Linked DNA regions of Mus musculus: region 2 is linked to region 1. The links are chromatin contacts, called in public Hi-C maps. All regions are on one chromosome and are shown on one strand. The core of a region is the stretch at or near the end of the contact, and the rest is flanking DNA. Distances in the headings are between cores, read along the strand shown.

The links. A called contact is a pair of places that touch in the nucleus more often than the background predicts.
Region 2: a Hi-C map of the HPC-7 cell line shows a contact between it and region 1, with 4 times the contacts expected there. The contact joins the promoter of Glrx2 here to the enhancer-like site in region 1. A contact is called at or near these places in 3 of 39 promoter capture datasets (the HPC-7 cell line, liver and stem cell-derived epiblast-like cells) and 1 of 484 Hi-C or Micro-C datasets (the HPC-7 cell line).

The regions. Positions count from the first base shown.
Region 1 is chr1:143,317,864-143,322,675 of GRCm38.p6, reverse strand. It overlaps Gm35244 (predicted gene, 35244), which reads left to right. Exons shown (of 3, transcript NR_168345.1): 2 at 1,325-1,400; 3 at 4,653-4,812. Among named protein-coding and RNA genes, the nearest start is that of Gm35244, 24 kb to the left of the region's middle. Within about 2 kb of position 2,920, at least 27 of the 459 cell types and tissues checked have an H3K27ac peak or open chromatin away from gene starts, as enhancers often do. A contact at or near this core is called in the HPC-7 cell line, where this site is marked.
Region 2 is chr1:143,736,795-143,741,606 of GRCm38.p6, reverse strand. It overlaps Glrx2 (glutaredoxin 2 (thioltransferase)), which reads right to left and starts at 2,039. Exons shown (of 4, transcript NM_001038592.1): 1 at 1,849-2,039. The coding sequence starts at 1,946. It overlaps Gm46161 (a long non-coding RNA gene), which reads left to right and starts at 2,441. Exons shown (of 2, transcript XR_001779472.2): 1 at 2,441-2,607.

The DNA.
Region 1 (4,812 bases), core at 1,671-4,170:
TTCTGTAGAAATGGAACAAGATCAAAGGGGTTCAAGCAAGGGGGAATAAAATCTGAGTTACATTTAAGTGCATATGGTTCTTTAAAAAAAAGAAGAAAATAAGATTTGCTTATGTGTGCATGTGTGTGCACATATGCCCATACTATGGTATATGTATGGTGGTCAGAAGATAATTTATAGAAGTTTGTGCTCTCCTTTCATCACATAGGGCCTGGGGATGGGACTCTGGTCATCAGGCTTGATGACAAATGCCTTTGTTCAGTGAGCCATCTTACTGGCCCTCATCTGGCTCTTTTTTTATAGCACAAATAATTGGTATTGTAAGGGTGATATTAAACAGCAAAGCAATTTGATGACTTTGAATGTAGTGCTGGTAGGGACATTGGTACCCTGGGAATTGGCAGTGATACAGCAGAGGGCAGGGGATTGACTTGAGTTGTATTTTGGAGCTAGAACCAACAGGACTTGCTGATGGATTAGAAAGTATGGGGAAAGGAAAGATTCATTGATTTTAACTTGAATGATTCAGTAGTTGGTTGTTCTGTTTCCCGACTTGGAAATTACCTGGAGGAAGAGCTATGTTTTTGTCTTATAAGATGCCCATTACAAATTCAAGATGCATTTAGAAGTAGAAACTGGTGGGGGGCTGGGCTTAGATCAAGGTATAAATGTGAAACATTATCCCAGATGACTTTTAAAGTGTAAGACTACATGTGATGATTTAAAGATGCTATTGAAGACTTAACAATAAAGCAGGAAAGTGATCGTGTACTTTTCAACCAGAGGTTGTTGGTGATCTTAACAGATTTGAAAGCTTGACAGATAAAGAGAAAAGAATCCAGAGCTATCTGATATAGATAAGGTATTTTGTTACAGAAACAAGAAAAACAAAATTCTTGTTAGCTTTGTGGTGATATGAGCCGAAGACAGTGGTCTTCCCTTTTGTTTTCTTTCCTTCCTTCCTTCCTTCCTTCCTTCCTTCCTTCCTTCCTTCCTTCCTTCCTTCCTTCCTTCCCTTCTTTCTCTCTTTTTTATTTGTTTGTAAGTTCTGCCCACTCAAGTACAAGTGAAACTTAGAAAAATATTTGCAGCCTCATGGAAATGACCTAGCAGAGACAGACAGTGGATGGCAAAGCAGGAGGAGATTACTGAAGCTGAAAATCCTTGAGAAGGTGACATACCTACAGCAAAAGCATGCATGGAGACAATTTTTCCTGTTGGTTGTAAAGACATGAGAAGACTGCAAACATTTGTAGAGTTGGTGATAACTCTATGAGGGGATTCTAATCTAACCGATTTGTTTTTTCCCCCAATGACTTTGAAGCAAGATCTACCTCTGAAAGCAAAGTGAAGTTCGAGGAGAAAAGGCTACCTTCAAAGTGAGGCTATAAAGTTGCTTGGTAAGAGTTTAGTACTGCTGGGAGCCATGACCAATTGTTTTAATTTGTTGGGATGAAACTAAGGTGTGCTCAATTAGCTAAAATATATTAATATGTAGCTTTTGAGTGACAGGCAAACAAGAGAAAGAGACACACATACATAAATACAGGCAAGAAGAGAGAAGGAGGGAGGGAAGAAGGAAGAGAGACAGAGAGAGAGAGAGAGAGAGAGAGAGAGAGAGAGAGAGAGAGAGAGAGAGAGAGAGGAGTTCTACATGTTAAGTTTTGTCAAGTAAGACAGGGTAAGGAGTTTTAAAGCTAGCAGGTACTAGATTATATCCCCAAACTGTGGGATATTAATGACCTTGAGAAGAAAAAAACAGATAGGAGTGATGTGAAGATTTAGTGATGCCATCGTAGATTGAGATCAGTGAAGAACCAAAGAACAGATGGACAACCTATGGGTTATGTTGAGGGTCTAATGACCTTTTCACAGGTTTTGCCTAAGACCATCAGATAACACAGATATTTATATTATGATTCATAATGGTAGAAAAATTACAGTTATGAATTAGCAATGAAAGTAACAATAGTTGGGGGTCATACATGAGAACTGTATTAGAGGATCACAGCATTAGTAAGGCTGAGAACCACTGCTCTAGAGGGTTCTGAAGAAGGGAAAGATCATGTCCCAAATGGAGACTTTGGAGTGATCTATACTACCTAACTAAATATCTATATACCTAACTAAAACTAATTACAAATTAAGCTCCATCATAAATTATTAAGAGGTAGGGTCTTTAAAGATGACTATGAGGTCATCAGAGATCTATACTCAGGGGAGGGTTAATCCATTCAAGAGCTAATGAATTATCACTGAGCTGTCTCTTGTGAGACTATGCCAGGGCCTAGCAAACACAGAAGTGGATGCTCACAGTCAGTTATAGGATGGATCACAGGGCCCCCAATGGAGGAGCTAGAGAAAGTACCCAAGGAGCTAAAGGGATCTGCAACCCTATAGGTGGAACAACAATATGAACTAACCAGTACCCCACCCCCACCCCCCGGAGCTCATGTCTCTAGCTGCATTTGTATCAAAAGATGGCCTAGTAGGCCATCACTGGAAAGAGAGGCCCATTGGTTGTGCAAACTTTATATGCCTCAGTACAGGGGAACGCCAGGGCCAAGAAGTGGGAGTGGGTGGGTGGGGGAGTGGGTGGGTAGGGGAGTGGGTGGGGGAGGATATGGGGGACTTTTGGGATAGCATTGGAAATGTAAATGAAGAAAATACCTAATTTAAAAAAAACAGTTTGTCTCTGTGTCTGTATTGCATTCCTCTCGAAAGGAGGTGTCCTGAACTGTCTTAGAACCTGGCAGTCCTTCACTATGTGTGGCCCCTCTATGTTGGTCCTCCTACTGGGTAGAACTAACACCTGACTAAACCTCACTCTTTACAAATGACACAGTCAGTAGTATTGTGCTATGCAACAGACAACAGCCTAAGGAAGTATCTTCTGTGAAGATAATAAGGTCTTGCAGATAAGACCAGAAATGGTTACTAAGGTTACAGGAAGCACGGTTGAACAAGTGGTAAACCAAGCTTAGGAGGAAGCATCCACAAGGCTGCTGAAATTCTGCACGAGGAAGGGTGTGAGAATGTAGGGGTCACAACAGGGATGACGTTAGCCAAAACGCACGCAGAAAAGCGGAGACCACCTCCAGTAGATAGGCATGGTCCCTAGTTGAGGGATGGGACCACCCACCCATCTTAAAGTTTTTAACCCAGAAATGCTCCTGTCCAAGGGAAAGACAGGGACAAAAAAATGGAGTAGAGACTGAAAGAAGGGCCAACCGGGGATGCCCCCCACACCACCCCAGGGATCCATCCCATCTGCAGACACCAAACCCTGACACTGTTGAGGTTGCCAAGGCGCTTGCTGACAGGAACCTGGTGTGGCTGTTCCCTGGGAGGTTCTGCCAGCACCTGACCAATGCAGATGTGGATGCTCGCAGCCAACCATCAGACCGAGCTCTGGGATCCTGGTAGGGAAGCTGGCAGAAGGACTTGAGTGGAGAGGGATTGCAACCCCATAGGAAGAACAATGTTGGCTGGCCGGACTACCCAGTGCTCCCAGGGACTAGACCACCAACCAAAGAGAGTACAGGGAGGGCTCCAGGGCTCCAGATACCTATGTAACAGAGGATGGCCTTATCTGACATCAGTGGGAAGGGTTGATCCTGTGGAGGTTTGATGCCCCGGTGTAGGGAGATGCTAGAGTGGTGGGGCAGAAGCAGTTTGGTGGGTGAGAGATCACCCTCATAGAGGCAAAGGGGAGGGAGAGAGGGCAGATGGGGATGGGGGGGTTGTGGAGGAGTAAGCGGGAAGGGGGGTATCATTTGAGATGTAAACATATGGAATTTAATAATAATAATAATAATAATAATAATAATAATAATAATAATAATGTAGGGGGTCAGAAGATATCTTCTGGTAGTAGGAGGTCCCATGTAAATGCAGTCAAGAGGAGAGGTGGGCGGCATAGTAAGTTCTCATAGGCTCCGAAGCTGTGGATATCAAAGCTTTTAGAGAAATGAAAGGTTTAGAAGTAGCACTGTGGATCAGAGAAGTTTCTATCTCGAAGACAGCTGCAGGAGAGCAATTTTAGATAATTTTAGCACAGGCAAAGGGAAATTCGAGGCGGAGGTGCTAGCAGGAGTGGGTTTCTGGGTCAGAGCTCTGAAGCTGCGGAAAGCACAGTGAGTGGAAAAGCGGGGAGAAGAGGAGTCAGGAAGCGGACAAGGATGTCCACACTGCCTGCGCCGAAGGTCTCGGATAACTTCCATTTTCTAGAATGATTGTTCTGTTCAGAGAGTGGATGTTTTAGTGAACATACACGTGGCAGGCCAGTTTGGCATGATCAGAAGCTTTGAAGGAACATAACAAAACAAAACTGTGCTTTGGTGAAATATTTACACAAGTTTGAAATGTGGTATGCATCATAGGATTCTTCCATTGAGTGAATCTTAGGTTGTGGAAGTTGGTTAAGTTGAACCTCAAGACGGCTGCTTCTGCCTTGGGGGGTGGGGGAGGGGCAGGGAGGATTGGGGGTGGACGATCAGTTTTTAGGTTAGGCTATGTGTGAAATGTTCTCTCCTTACCAACAAGACTCGAATAAAACCCACTAGAATAAAAATTTCATGCTAGAATGAAAAATACATTCTAGAACTTGTCACAGACTCTCTCTCTCTCCTCTCCCTCCTTTGTTCTTTTAGATTATAAAGCGAGGGAAGAAGATACTATTGTGGATATGAATTCTGAATGACTGTAGACACAGAGCCCGTGTTCACGCTGTTATACTAAAACCACCATAACAACACGCCAGCCCTGAAAACGACAGTCTGGGCCAGGGAAAACAGACTCTAATAAAAAGGA
Region 2 (4,812 bases), core at 790-3,289, 420 kb before region 1:
CCCCCAGCAGGGAAGACAACCTTAAATATGAATATGTCCAAATACACAAAGCAGGAAGAAGCTTTATCAGTACAAAACACCAGTTCTCAAAGTACTTGTCCGCTAACACCAGCAGGACCCACGTGCTTCTCTAAGCAGCCTTTCAATAAATTTTACCTAGTAAAACCAATCTCTGGTTCGATTGTTCAGTATACTCTTATTCTTTTTTTTTTTTTTTTTTTTTAACAGGAAGTTTCTCTGTGTAGCCCTGGCTGTCCTGAAACTCACTCTGTAGACCAGGCTGGCCTCGAACTCAGAAATCCACCTGCCTCTGCCTCCCAAGTGCTGGGATTAAAGCCACCACACCCAGCTACTTATATTAAGTGCAAAAGTAAGCTATTTTAAGTTTAAATTTTAAAGGCCCCAGTGAAAACACGTCCTAAATCACAGTGTAGAGTTTCAGTCCTGTTTCTGAATGAATCTGTATCAAATGGCCTTTCCCAGCTCATGTTAGCCCTGGATGATGAATATCTGCTCTACTTGGTCACTCTGTACCACTTCAAATAAGCTTGCAACAAGCATCACCTTCCGTAACAACAAAGATGAGTTAGAGACAGGAATCATTGCAACTATCTGTGCTTTTTCCAGGTAGAGAGAGGGTAGGAGGGGGTAAGAAGCTTGGAAGACTGCTCCCTACTTTGTGGGAGGCAGCTTTGAGAAAAAAAAAAAAAAAAAATGCTAGCAGGGTTTGTGAAGTTCAAAGCAGTAGGAAAGTGCCAGATGGCTTTGGCCTGGAAGAACGCTGGATGGCATCAATCCAGTCTATTTGGGTTTTCAACGCTAAAAACAAAATCTCTAATCTAGCATTTACCACCTCCTTAAACCTATGTGGCATTTACGACGGGTGAGCTTTTCTAAGAAATTAAGAGGACCAGCCGGGTGTGGTGGCGCACGTCTTTAATCCCAGCACTCGGGAGGCAGAGGCAGGCGGATTTCTGAGTTCGAGGCCAGCCTGGTCTACAAAGTGAGCTCCAGGACAGCCAGGGCTATACAGAGAAACCCTGTCTCGAAAAACCAAAAAAAAAAAAAAAAAGACCAAAGAGGCATATTCCCTGCCAAAGAAAAAGCTCCAAAAAAAGCACCCCTACCTTTCTTAAGGCAGTCCCTTCGATTTCTGGTTTAGCTTTCCTATTAAGGAAAGGGGCAGGCACCGCATAAATGCCCAATGAAATACCTCAACACTGATAAAGCACCAACTAGTCGCGCTCCATTTATGAAACATCTACTAAGAGGTGGTAGGTGGGCAAAGCAGGATATACACCAGATATCTCCAATAGGAAACAGTCCTAATGATCTGGCAAATGGTTAACATCACGTGACCAGCGCTTTCAGAAAGTAAGTCTCCCTGGAAGACAGGGGAGTATAGGATGTTGAGACAGACGTCTTGACAGCTGCCTAGGCCAGGCCTGATTGGCCATCACTGGTATGCCAGCCCAGGGTTATGCTAAGGAAGGAAGCCAGGGAAAGCAATGCTCCCATCAAGCCAGAAACCACATCTACAGGATGCCAGAGTTACTAGCTGCAAAGCCTTGGGCATTTAAAAGCATGAGTCAAGTTCACATCCTGCGACAGGATAGCAAAGACTTACAATCAATCTAAGAACGATAATATAAGTTCAATATAAGTTCCCACAAGCAGGGGAGTCTCTTTTCAGGGCCATCCAGGTCTACGCTGAGTTAAAACCACATGCTGTATTTGTTAAGCTCAGACTAGGACGTCTGTTGTTTGTCCCCCAAGCCGGCTGGGTCCACACTAACACTACCGCAGGGATCCACAAGCCCCGCAGGCCCGGCCCGCCCCGCCGCGTACCCCGAGCCCGCAGCTCCAGCCGCGCCACGCCGCCCCGCCAAGATCCTCCCGCTCGCCACCAGCCGCCTCCCCACCGAAGCCGCGCGGCGCCAGGACATAGCCAAAGGTCCCCGGCAGCCTCCGGGAGAGCAGCAGGCGATCGCGACCACGACGATGGAAGCCCGCCCCTCCGGCGGCCTCGCTCCGCCCCATCGGGCTGTCCGCGCCGCCGCCGGGCTCGCCGCGCTTCCTGGCTCCCCCGTCTCCGCGCGCCCACGCGCCCGCGTGCCCGCGAGCCTGCAGGTTCGCATCCTCGGCGGTAGAGCGAGGCACTCACCTGCCTGCCGAGTTCTTCCGATCTCTACCGAGTTCTCCCGAGCTCCTCACGCCCGCATTCAGGATTAAGAAAGAGGCTTAGGGAGAGCCACAAGAAAAATTACTCGAGGCAGGGTGGTGGCCCGGTGTTTACCTGAGGGTGGTAGGTAGGTCAGTCACCACCTCTGGTCAGACAGGTTTAGGATGTGAAAGATGGACCGGACCGGAATGTCATCTTAAGATTAATTTATTGATCCGGAGTCCATAGGCAGGTTGAATTGTACTCAGAAAGTGAAAAACACAGGCGGTCCAATGTTTAACGTTCTTTCCGAAGAAAGCAAGGTGGTGTTTTTAAAATAAACTGAAATTAGGAAACGAATTAGCCCAGAGACAGTTCATCATGGCTTTAACAGCCATGGCTGCCGCAGCTCCTAATGACAAACCTATCCAAGCCTCTCAGTGACGGTAATAATAGCCCTTTGTACGTGTTTTCATAAGTTCAGGGGGATCCGCCCTTAGCTCTATACACTGAGGATACTGAAACTGAAAGCCAAGGTCTAATGGTGTATCTAAAACTATGAACAATCGTTGAAACTATCCATACCTTTTTTTTTTTTTTTTTTTTTTTAGTTTTTCGAGACAGGGTTTCTCTGTATAGTCCTGGCTGTCCTGGAACTCACTTTGTAGAGCAGGCTGGCCTCGAACTCAGAAATCCGCCTGCCTCTGCCTCCCCAGTGCTGGGATTAAAGGCGTGCGCCACCACGCCCGGCTTATCCATACCTTTCTTGAGCCTCCATGCTGAACCCAAACTTAAGATTCATGTTGCCAAGGTACAAAATTAGAACTTCTGTTTATGGTTGCTCTTTTTTTACTTCCCTTGGTCTGTATATCATCAAATCATAAAAGATTTTCATAATCATCAAGTTAATTGCAAAAACAAATCTCCCAGGGGCATAACATGTTTTTTTTTTCATAAAGCCCAAATTTACTTTGAAAATCAAAGTTTGCTATATAAAATAATTTTACCAAGAGATAGCGACTTAGGAAAGTTACTGTGGCTTTTGTTGTTTGTTTTGAAGTAGAACTTTTGAAGAACAATTTACCTCTGGCTCAATTAAGGGAAACAATGTAAACCCCTCCCTCTTTCTAGAGATACATTGTTTATCCCCATGCGTCTCAATTTTACAATCCTCCAGCACCATCTCTTAAATGCTGGGATACCATTCACTACCATGTCTTCTGCGCAATTTAATTTTAATATACTGTAAATGAGATTTGTAGTGAGCAGTTGCTCTTTTAAAAAACATCAGCATGCAAGTACTAACAACATTATGCCTGAGATAAGCATCATGCATTGAGCTAGACTGATACTTTCCGACTTAGCTTGTTTCCTGAGATAGCTATAAGAAGAATACTTTTTGTCCACACTTGGGATTGTAAGTAAGCAAGAGGGCGCAGGCAGTAAAAATCACCAACTTAACCACTCCATGGCTAGAAGGAAAATTTTGGGGGAATCAAACTGTCAAGGCTGTGTGTGTGTGTGTGTGTGTGTGTGTGTGTGTGTGGTGTCTGTCTGTCTGTCTGAGTAAGGTAACTGAACTTTGGGAGCAGATTAAGGGAGGTCCCTGGTAAACAGGAGCTGAAGTTTTCTGTTTACCCACCGGGTCAGAGTCCTCTGTTCAGGACATTGTCAGCAGCACTATTGTTTTGAGAAGTTGCTTTGGACCAACAGTGATGACTTCAACAACATGAGGATTTGGGGGCCCGGAGGTTGTGGAGCATGTCTCTACTCCCAGACTGGAGAAGTAAAGGCCATCCTATCTCCAAGTGTGAGCCCAGTCTGATCTACAGAGCTAGTTCCTGGGCTAAACAGTTCTCTGTTTCAAATCCCTGTCTCAAACAAACAAACAAAAACAAAGCAAAAGGAGGAGGAGGAGGAAAGGAGGATTTTGGCAGAGAAGATCATTATAGTTACTGCCCTCGGGAGGAGAGTTATATGGAGATATTACTGACAGTGTAACGTGTTACTTATACAAGAAAAAAAAAGTTCTAGATATTTAACATATGGTTCTAACGTACAGCACTGTAAATAGAGTTAGCAATACTGTATTTCTTGAAACTTGCTAAAAATATTGCTCTTAAATTTTCTAGCAGGAAATAATGAAGCTCTTAGGAGTAATGGATATGTTAATTGGCTTGGTTGTTATAGTTACTGTACATTAAAACATCAATTTGTGGGCCAGAGAGATGGCTCAACTGCCAACCCCTTCAGTTGTACTCTAGCCTGAACATAGGTACACACATACACACAGTGTTTTTAAAATGATCAGGTTGACAGGGCTTGGTAACTCAAACCTTTTATCCCAGCACTTGGGAGGTAGAGGCAGCTGGATCTTTATAGTTTTAAGGACAGCCTGGTCTACAAAGTGAGTATCAGCCCAGCTAGGGCTGATACACAGGAGAAACCCTGTCTCATGGGGAAAAAAATCAGGTTGTGTTGTGCTAGAAGCACGGCTCCAGACAGAACACACCAGGCCAAATGAGGCCACGTGAGGTTTATTGTAGGAGAGAAGGTGGTGGCGAAGAAGAAGGGGGTGGGGTGCAAGAGAGATGATCAGAGGGGTTTTCCTTTTATTTGGATAGTGAGGTAGCTGCAGGTAAAGTTGGGAG